2 separate regions of the Mus musculus genome follow, and region 2 is linked to region 1. Evidence: chromatin contacts called from public Hi-C data. All regions are on one chromosome and are shown on one strand. The core of a region is the stretch at or near the end of the contact, and the rest is flanking DNA. Distances in the headings are between cores, read along the strand shown.

Region 1 (5,327 bases), core at 752-3,251:
TAAATAATTGAAAAGGACATCCAAGATGTCTGTGGCATAAATTATCCTAGGATTAAAGGGGGAAAGAGAGGAGATGGGCTACATGACCATCTATGTCTTCAATTGACATGACATCTATATGTCTTTGTACGTGTACGAATATGCAGATTAATATAAAAGTAACTCTGGAGTTTACAGCCAAGGCCTGCAGCCCTTGTCCTGAAACTCTTGGTCCTGCCAGGCACAGAATCCCTGAGCTGCACAGCTGTCTGCCCATTTCTTACCTCTCTCCTCCCAGCTCCTGGGCTCGGGAGCTGTTCTTTGAACTTCCCTGCGACTTTCCTAACAGTGGTCATTCCTTCCTAAAGAGAAATCATGCCACCACATGGGAAACGCAACTTGACTTTCCCTTGTCTCCCCCGTCTGTGTGCCTCAATTGTCCTTTTTGCTTTGGAAAGGGAACAGTTAATCCCAGCTGCATCCTGCTCCTGTATGCATGGAGTGCAAGGATCTCTGGCAGCGCAGGGGCTCACCAAGGCTGCCTTCCTCCTCACTTCCTGAACTAAGAACGCTGCCAGGTGCCCACCCAGACAGCCCTGAGGCACTGACCTCTCACCCTAATGATATCCTTCTTGCCTCCCCCCAGACCGCAACGCCCCCCCCCCATTCCCGAATGGGGCCTTGCCCTCTCTTACCTGCTTTCTCTCCTTGCTGCCGTTGTTCACCTCTCAGGGGTCACTCAGACAAAAGGCCATGTCACCTGCCCCACATCCCAACACCTTCCTGATGGCCTGTACCTAGAGGCCACCCCTCCACTCTGCTAGGTCCCTTGGGGGAAGGAAACATTCAGCAGCCATTTCTTTCCCTGTCTCTCTGATCTGGGGACATCTTTCAACTGTCAGTCGGCTCATGTCTTGCCTTCTAGAGCATCTGAATTTTGGCCAGAGTTAATACACAGCCTGGTCACTTCTGGGGTAGTGGGAAGGGGTTCAGAAGAAAACCCTCTAAGATCGATGAGGCCTCTGAGATTGTCACAGGTCCCTGAGAACCCTGGGAAGGCCCAGTACCCAAATTAACAAATCAAAACATACCATTAGGAGAGAAGGCACCAGACAGAGTCTCCAGACCCAACCTTCACCAAGCCTACTTAGCTCAGCTCCAGTGGCTGTGTGTATGGTGGCCTAAAACGCTCAAAGCAACCCTAATGAGAGAGCCATAGCCAAGCTCACAAGCACAGGAAAGACTATGATCCCTGTAGAGAGTTTCCAGGGGAAGCACAAGGCTGTCCCAGAGACTCCTTGGGGACTCAGAGTAACGGGGAAAGTCATGGGTTAAGAGTCGAGAGGCAGGTTCCATGCCTGGCCTTGCCGCTAGTTCTCCCAAACAGAACCAAGCCTGCTGTCTGACCTGTGTCTCCTGTACGCAGGGGAAACGGGTTCTCCATAGTTGTTGGACCCTTCCAGCTCTGGCCTCTAGTCAGACGTGTCATAGATGGTAGGGGATCAAACTTGAGGGATCTGTGAGACAATCTGGGTCACTCTACAGAGGGGCAGCCCTCTTGAGCATTTGTCACTGAAGCGAAAAGGCCTGTGTTTATTAGATCTTGTCACCTTGACACAACTTAGAGTCACTTTGAAAGGTTGAACTTCAATTGAAGAATGACTGACTGATGTGGGAGGGCCCTGATCATTGTGGGTGGCACCATCCCTAAGCAGGCAGGCCTGGGCAATATAAGAAAGCCTGCTGAGCACGACCCAGAGAGTAAGACAGTAAACAGCCTGATACTCCGTGGTCTCTGCTTCAGGTCCTGCCCCGACTTCCCTTAGTGTTGTATTGCGAGTAAATGTAATTTGGAAATGTGAGCCAAATAAAACCTTTCCTCCCCAAGTTACTTCTGGCCAAGGTGCTTTATCACAGCAGTGAATGAACCTGTAACACTGCCCTTTGATTGGAGAGCATTGTACACTTAGCCCCCTTGGAGAGCTGAGGGTCTGCAGTATGAAGAATCACCGGCAGGGGGCGGCAGAGTCCAGGCCAGGAAGGCAGTGCTCGCTGAGGTTCTGTTGGTCCACCCAAAAGGTGTGGTGCTCAATTAGGGTTTCTCGATCTGGAGTGCTCAGTTTATCCTACTTAGGGATGCATTCCGTCGGAGATGCTGAACTTAGATGCTCAGTTCAAGCCCGGGATACTGCTCACAAATACACGGATGCTACCACGGGATGCTTGTGGTGAAGATAATATATACGAAGCAGCCTTGCACAGCACGGGGATCGCTCCCTATATCCTGCCATAGCCACTAGAATCCAAATGCTGACCCGTTTGTGGAATGGACAAATAAACTAAACGAGCTCAGTAACCACGGCAATTCGGTGCGCCTGGCTTCACAGGTATCTGAAGATGCTCCTCTTACCTTGATGGACAAATCCTCACTGTCCAAGCCAGGACCTCGTCCCTAAACTGAGGCTCTTCCTGGTGCTGGTGCCCCAAGCCTACTTCCTCTCCACTCTTAGACACCTGCTGATCCTCCTGATGGAGACAAGGAGCCCCAGCCTGGAAGGAACGGGAGTGAACCAAGAATCCATGGGAACAGAACAGGGGATGTGGCTCAAAAAGAGAAGCCAAGCAACTGTCCGTTTTCCCACACCCTTCAGGGTGGGTCTCGTTTCTCAGGAGGGTTCTGAGCTGGAGAGCAGTTTGCTCCAAGGACTCGGTCATCTAATGGTCTCCACTGTTTTTATTTACTGGGGTATTTTCTAGGAAATGTCAGGACATATGTTCACCAGATGCACCCATGGGGCAGTCTTTGTGGTCTCTTTCATTTGTCCCTTTGTATTGAGGAAGCCAGGGCCACCGTGACCCAAAGCAGGCTGTTCATGGTGGGGAGGAGCTGGAAGTTCAGCTGGTTCTGAAGGACCTTTGTCCAGAGGAGAAGATGACGAAATGAGGAGTCTTGGTGCCATCTCTAGACCATCACACACACGCAGGGTGTTTTTTCGGTTGGGAGTTTCTGAGTATCCTGATGGAGAGCTGAAACCATTCATAGGAAGAGGCAGGGCAGGTGGTGCCCCGAGTTCCTGGGGGCAAGGACAGTGAGTCTCCTTCTCAAAGGAGAATGTTGGTCTTGCTTCTCGAAAGCCAGAGTCCAGTGCACAGCCACATGTAGGAGAGAGCAGAGTCTCCAAGCTCACCACCTAATAGAGTCCTCGTGAGGTATAGCTGTCTGGCCACTGGAGGGGTCAGGGCACATGCTGGTGTGGCTGCCTCCAGCAGTTACCCTCAGGTGCTCCCCAGCAGTTACCCAGGATCCTCCAGCAGCTCCCCAATCGCTCTCCAGCATCCTCCATCAGTGCCCCAGCCCACCGTAGGGAACATCCCAGCCATTCTCCCGCCCCTGGCTTTGGATCTCTTCCCCTCCCTCTTCCACTCCTCCAACTCAGGCTCCAAATTCATCTCATGTGGTAAGTCTTACTCCATTTTTCTATCTGGGATGCCATTCTCAATGCCATCTCATGCGTCCAGTCTGTCATGTCCCAGCCTGGAAAGTCCTTAGGCCTCGCTCAGCTTTTGTATCAAGATGGTACCTACCTAGCTTTCTCATCCTCTCTCTGAACCCAGTATCCCCAGGAACTCCCCCAGGATTTTCAGAAGACAAAGGACAGCAGAGATGGTCTCCTCACAGCCCCAAGGAGTCACGTGCTCTGTGTTATTTCCTGATGGAGCTTTGTAGCATCTCCATTTGAGAGACAATATAGCTGCTCTCTTTCCTGCTTTTTAAAACGTCTGTTTTTAAACAGGAACATGCCTAAAATCCCAGGGAAAACTGAGGTAGGAGCATTGTTGTGAGTTAGGGGCTAGCCTGGGCTACATTCCAATATTTCTCTAAAAAGAAACAAAAGTTTAAGTTTATTTTTCACTTCTTATTCTAAGTATAAGTGTGCATATAAATAAAATCTCATTGAGTGCTCAACATTTTTGGAATGCTGAGTCCAAAGCAACTATTTTTATTCACGTTAGCTTGTGGTCCTCCCCCTCTCCTCCACCCCAACACACTCCTTGTCACTCTGAGGCTAACCGAGCATTCTGCTGAAGCCAGCTGCCCCGCAGCTGTGTCCTCTGCCCGCCTTATCTTGTCTCAGCTGAATGAACACTAAGGATTTTCCCCTGGTGCTCTGTGAATTTAGTGCCACTGCGTCTATTATTGGCTGCGGGTTTGTGCTTGGATCCTTATCCTGGGACATGCAAGGATGTGACTAAGAAAGATTCTTTGTACCAAAATAAAGTCCTGATGATTTCAAAGGGAGATGCTGTGATATATGTGTGTCGTCTTTAATGTGTGAAGTGAAAGAGGATGCAGTGTGGGACCTGGCGAGCCAGGGTTTTAAAGTCCGATGCCACAGCTGGGAAAGCACATGGAACCCTTACAGTCTTCCTGACGACACAGCCACGCATGCTCCTGACGGTACTGTAGCTGCCCCAAGGGCAGTAAGCACACCTTCCCTTACCACCTTTTGGGCTAGAACCAAGCAGAAACATAAAAGACAAGTGAACAAACTGTGTGTGTGGCTGTGTGTTGGGTATGTGTGTCATGTGTGTGTAGGTGTGTATCATCTATGTCAGTCTTGTATGCATATGTGTGCATGTGTGTGTGTGTACTTCTGTCATTGCATGAGTCTATTTGTGTGTTTGGGTCAGGCAAAGTCTATATAATGTATGTTTGTATAGCGTGTGTCTGTCAGGAAGAACATACATATTCACAGCAGACAACACTTGAAGGACACAGAGAAAGTGAGGACAGCCTGCCCTGAGAAGAGGGGCTGGTGGGTCTGACCTGAGAAAGAAGCAGCCCCACGCCCAACACCCATCCTGAACAGACCAAAAAAAGGCAGAGTGCCTGTTCCACTTGTTATAGGGGAACCTGAGCCTATCTCTTCAAGTCTATAACTCCAAAATCTAGCAGTTCCTGGCCCTTGGGGCCCACATACGAGGGAGGAAATAGGGCAGATCTTGTACAGGGTAGTTTCCAATCCCCCATGCCTGACATCTTCAGCCTGAAGCTCTGGGCTTGAGGGGTTCTCCAGGAAGACCACCAGTACCTGAGGCAGCTCCCAAGCCAGGTGCTGCTTCATGGTTCCACTGGGAGCAGTGGCCTCTGTCTTCATTGGTTCCCGGGCAAATACACAAGAGCCCTGAGCCTGTGGCCACCTGCCTCCTAAACAAAGACGCGTCCCAAGACATGCCTGTGATTGTCAACTGCATGTACTTTGGCCAGCTATGACACCCAGATGTTCACTTAGACACTGGCCCAGATATTGCTGAGCCAGCATGTTTTGGATTAAAATGAGCTTTTC
Region 2 (5,327 bases), core at 986-3,485, 64 kb after region 1:
TCCACCACGTGGCCATGGCCAGCCTCTACTCCCTACTTTCTCCCTCTCTCTTCCTTTCTATAATAAATGCCTTAAAACCAGTATTTCTCAATATCGTTAAATGTTCTAATAAAAAACTGGACAGAATTAGCAGACAGAGTCTCTCGATGGGATGGATGTTGTGACAAGAGATACATGAGAAAGGCCCCTCCCACGCGTACTATCAGAACAGTAACCCAGGTTTGTTCTACAGTAAGAGGAAGTGGCAAAGGCGTGGGGTGTTCAAACACCAGGGGCAGGCCTGTGTGGCTGGAATACAGGCGCTAGCTAGCAGGGCATCCATTCAGAATGAGTTGGGCGGCCACTGAAAGGCAACCTGGCAAAACAGGAAAGCTCAGAAGAGGGGCGAGCAGCCTGAACTCTACGCCCGCGCGGAGGTGCCTGACTACGGTTGGATTCTGGGAATGTTTTTGAAGATAGAGCCAAACACCTTCGATGAAAGGGTGGTGCTGAGAGAAAGCAAGACGGCAAGCAGGACTCCAAGAGTTCTAGGGAAACCTAAACACACGTCCTGTCCAGTGGCGCTGGGTGAAGGGGGTCCTGAGTGCAGGGCCACGGGAGGGCGCGTGGGTTTAGGACCGAGTTTTCCGTAAGGGAAGGAGAAGGATACATGACTGGCAAGACTCGGGCTTGGAGGGCTGGCGCTCTTTGTGTAGAAATGCCAGCTTGTAGCGTCCAGACCAGAGCTTAGGGAACGCATGGAAAAAAGAACGTGAGGGTTTGGGTGGCAAGTGGGAGCGTTGCTGCCAACCCAAGTCACACCACCTTCCTTAGGAAATGTTCGTTTCCTTCAGAGTGACAAAAAAGGCTGTCACGGTGCCCCATACCCTGGGAATTTTACCAAGGATTGACTCTCTCTCTCTCTCTCTCTCTCTCTCTCTCTCTCTCTCTCTCTCTCTCTCTCATTTTTCAAGACAGGGCCTCTCTGTGTATCGTTGGCCCTTCTGGAACTCACTCTGTAGACCAGGCTGGCCTCGACCTCAGAGATCTGCCTGACTCTGCCTCCCAGGTGCTGGGATTAAAGGCTTGTATCACCACTGTGTCTTCTTATCAGAAATATCTGACTGTCTTGTCATCTTTCCTACTCACATACGAGTTCAACAGAATGTCAGCTGCCTGATCACCAGGGATTCTAAGGAACTGAGACTCTTAAGAGAGTCCATGACATGGGATGAGTGCCAGTCAGCCCTTGCTCCAACAGGTCCAGACCCAGAAGGAGGGCATGTCTCTGGGCTAGGAGCAGCTGGCTGCTGGGTTTGCAGAAGAAATGCCATGTGCTGGAGGTGGACCTAATGATCAATGACCCACGTCAGTTCATGAGGCATCCACAGCCCTCCCAGGTCACAGCTCACTCAGCTGGGGACTGACCCCCCCCTCCCCGTGAGTTCCATGCAAGGGGTGTTTGTAGAAACACATGCATCCTGGTGTCTTTGCAGATCCATGCCACAACTCAGAAATCACTTCCTTTTCAACCGTGAGTGGAAATTATCACCTTTCAGTGTGGCGCTTAGCTGCCAGCCAGTCAGGGGACATGTCTATTAAGAAATACAATCTACCTCCCTCAGGAGTGATACAGCTCTTCATTTAAAAGGTTTTCCTGGTTTTATTGATTAACAGGGCCTAGAGGGTACTTACACACAAACCCTAGGGAAGGAAGGTGAGGAGGGGCGTTCTAAAGCTCCAGGTTCAAATATGCCACTCTTTCAAAGCTTGTGAGTTCTGCCAGCAGGGTCAACTCCATCTCAGATGGGAACAAACAGAATGGGACCCACCTCCAGCCAACTGCAAATTTAGAGGCTGTTGCTAAGCTACCAAATAAGAAGTCAGGAGATGCAATTTCATGCAGTCTTGAATTAAAAGAGAAAAGCTTGAAGATCTTAGACATGATTCAAAGGATGTTACTAAGATTCCTAAAACACAAATGATTGTACAAAGATTACAAAAACTAATCAGTTCAGTATTATACATCACGGCTCATAACTTATTTGATTTTTTGTTTGATATTTTAAAAATTGCCACCCCTTTAATGTAGCACAGTGTGCAGTATAATACACAAAGTGTGTGTTTATCGTCTATTAATCTCATCCACTTTGAACGTCTCAAACTTCCTGTTCTATGTTCCTGTGGTCTATGAACCACTATCATTTTAAGAGCTGTTTGATGTTTAGGGTTATGAGAGTATAGTTACATTTTGAGCTAGGGTGAATTATACCTAACGGCTTTGTTTGGCTTTCATCGCTTCTTGTAGATGTCATGTTGCTGCCGACAGGGGAGGCCCAGAGCCACTTCTCTAACAGCTGTGGTGTCAGCAGCAAGGATGTGGCTCTCAAGGTCAACTTAAATGTAATTCCCAAGATCCTTAAGTGGATTTAAGTCCCTGATTTATTCCTGAAGGGTCTTTGATTGTCTGTGAACTTTTTCAAAGAATCCACAAAAATAGGACAGAAGACATTCCAGAGGCCCGGACTGTCGTAGACATGCTTGCCCACACAAAGCAGATACTTTCTTCTGTGGTTCCCATTGGGAGGCCATTTGTGTGCATGAGTCTTCTTTGTGACAGCTTCTATGTTGCAGTAACAAACCATCATGACCAAAAGCGTTTGGAAGAGTTTTTGCCACAGTTCCCAAGGGCCGGATGTCCGACACTGCGGGAAAGGTATGGCAACAGAAGCAGGAAGCTGAAAATCACATCTCAGTGGCACGTGGGAAGCAGAGAAAGCAAACCGGAAGTAGGGTACGACTAAAAACTCTCAAATCCCACCACCAGTGATGTACTTCCTCCAAGTAAGGCTCCAGATCCTACCAACTCCGCAAACAGCAGCACCATCTGCAGGCCCAGTGCTTGAACACCTGATCTCCAGGGTAGAGTCTGCCTTTAAACCACCACATGAAATGGACAAGAAAATAGAATCCAGAACACCTGGACCATATTAGGAATTCCTGTGCTGAGTAGGGATGGGAAGAGGACAAAGTCCCGAGTGAATGTGTATAGTTGACGAAGGCACAGCTATGTCGAGGATCTATGGGAATGGCGAGGCCTTCCCTAGGTCAGGCTCAGGGACTTCCTCCTCCAGGAAGTGACTGCAGCCTGAGACTTCTCCCCTACAGAGATCAGCTAGCCCACCTCCTCACTATGCTGCATATAATAGATGCGCTGAGTTTTTGCACTGCTTGCTGGTGTGTCTCCATCAGAGTGCATGGTGCACAGGATCCCAGCCTTTGCGGGGGGGGGGGGGGGGGGGCTGTTTCTCCATTCCCCACCCCCAACCCATCAGACCAATCCCAAAGCTCTGCAGGTCACATCCAGGGAGAACAAGAAATGCCAACAGATGGAGGTTTATAAACAGACTACCACAGACAGAAAAAGCCAGCCTGGTAGCAGCTCTGAAGACACACTGACAGCCATTACTGCTAAAGCGTAAATTTTAAAGTGAAATGTCACTTATACCCAATAGGATCAACACAAATATAGAAAGCTGTGTACCACCAAGCTGTGGCTAAGCTGGAACCTCCCTCTCAATCTCTGAAAGCAGCAGGTTAGCATCCATCTAATTAAGGATACAAACGGCCAGTACGCAATCCAGGAATCCTGATCCTAGGAATGAATCCAAGAGACGCCCTCTGAGACCACCAGGAAAGGTCTCTGGAGGGTGCTCATCACAGGGTTCACTGCAGAGCAGGGAACTGTGGGCAACTCAAGGATCCTCACTCATGAAAACAGTCAAGCAAGAATACTCTGGGTGAGGAGAAGGAGTGAAGATGGCGAGTGAGGCATGCCTCGGGCGCCTCCCAAGAAAAGCGAGTACTTGTGCTGGACCGTGAGGAACCCGATCACACAAGATGAATATTTTCCTGACCTTTAGGTTCAGCTCAACATTTTGAACTCAGGACTTGTCAAGAGTTCTCCTGTGGCCTGCTCAGTGAGGCGCCCTGGTCCTTCCATCCCATGACTTTCCCCAGGGAGATGCAGATGTCTTTCAACCTCCATGGTTTAGGATGCGAAGACTGCCTTTCTTTTCCTTCATGTCAGACTCAACATAGAAAAGCCCTGAGGATGTAGCCATCCTGCTGACTTCAGGAAGAAAACAAACAACGGACTTGGGTCTTCTGCAGCTTTTTAATTAGAAAGACTCCGTTTGCAAGTAGAAGGAAGAAGTTGAATTTGAAACAAGTGCTTAGGCTGTGTGGCATGAATTGTGTTCTTTTTAAAAGATCCAAACAAAAAGACTAAACAAGTACCAAGTGTGGGTGACTTCGGGGGTTTTTTGGTTTTTTTGTTTCTTTTTTTGTTTTGTTTTGGTTTTTAGCCACTTGAAGTTTTGCCAAGTAACTTTGACATCAGGGAAATGGTCAGAGAGAGCCCTCATAAAACCATCATCAGCCTAGAGGAGAGAGGTCAGGGGTACCCTAGGCTGTGCCTTATGAGCAGTAAAACCAGAGACCTCACTTTTCACAGGGTACCGATGCGACTTTGAACTCATAAGCTAAGTCACTGCACAATGAACTCAAACAGGGATCTATCAAACAATGCAGATCACTATTTAGTGTTAGAACCTTATCTAAAATTTCCAGTTTTTTCACAAAACAAACACTAAACATGTAAGGAAACAGAAAAGCACACACTGGGGGAGGGGAGAGACAAGCAAACCTGCTTTGCCTTTGGGAGGCCCCAAATGTTGGACTTGGCAAAACTTCAAGTGGCTACTATAAATCAGATCGGCAGGCTGAGGAGACGACTCAGTTGGTAGAGCTTGAGCCAGCCCTGCAAGCATGAGAGGTTGAGTTCAATCCTTAGCATTCACGTGAGAACCCACTGGACTGCATGCTTGTAACCCACAGGCTGGGGATGTGGAGGAAGCAGGAGGATCCCTGGGGCTCACTGGCCATCCCATCTAGCTGAAGCAGTAAGCTCCAGGCTCTATCAGAAAACTTGTTTCAAAAAACAACAACAAAAAAGACAGCTAGATGACCAAGGAAGACACCTGACAACTTCTGGCTGCCACCCTGCTGCACACACAAATACATACACATGCATGCAACATGCATACACACAAACACATGAATTCAAAGGGATCTACTTCTCAAGAACTAAGAGAGGATTTCATAATTAATAGAATGAGCATGGACTACCAACAAAGAGACAGAGAGTATACATAAGTCTGAGAGCAAAACAAAATGGAACTCTAGAGTAACCAAAATGAAATCAGTGAGTGACAGCTCAACAGTATGAATGACAGCTCAACAGTGTGAGTGACAGCTCAACAGTATGAATGACAGCTCAACAGTGT

The links. A called contact is a pair of places that touch in the nucleus more often than the background predicts.
Region 2: a Hi-C map of CD8 T cells shows a contact between it and region 1, with 2.8 times the contacts expected there. The contact joins two enhancer-like sites. A contact is called at or near these places in 1 of 15 datasets of contacts at CTCF or cohesin (the NIH/3T3 cell line), 8 of 484 Hi-C or Micro-C datasets (CD4 T cells, CD8 T cells, LSK cells and 3 more), 6 of 115 datasets of contacts at active chromatin or transcription factors (T-cell acute lymphoblastic leukemia, embryonic fibroblasts, embryonic stem cells and 1 more) and 1 of 9 other capture datasets (embryonic stem cells).

The regions. Positions count from the first base shown.
Region 1 is chr11:6,765,720-6,771,046 of GRCm38.p6, reverse strand. No RefSeq gene overlaps it. Among named protein-coding and RNA genes, the nearest start is that of Gm11981, 48 kb to the right of the region's middle. Within about 2 kb of position 2,001, at least 14 of the 459 cell types and tissues checked have an H3K27ac peak or open chromatin away from gene starts, as enhancers often do. A contact at or near this core is called in CD8 T cells, where this site is marked.
Region 2 is chr11:6,701,914-6,707,240 of GRCm38.p6, reverse strand. No RefSeq gene overlaps it. Among named protein-coding and RNA genes, the nearest start is that of Gm39575, 9.7 kb to the right of the region's middle. Within about 2 kb of position 2,235, at least 32 of the 459 cell types and tissues checked have an H3K27ac peak or open chromatin away from gene starts, as enhancers often do. A contact at or near this core is called in CD8 T cells, where this site is marked.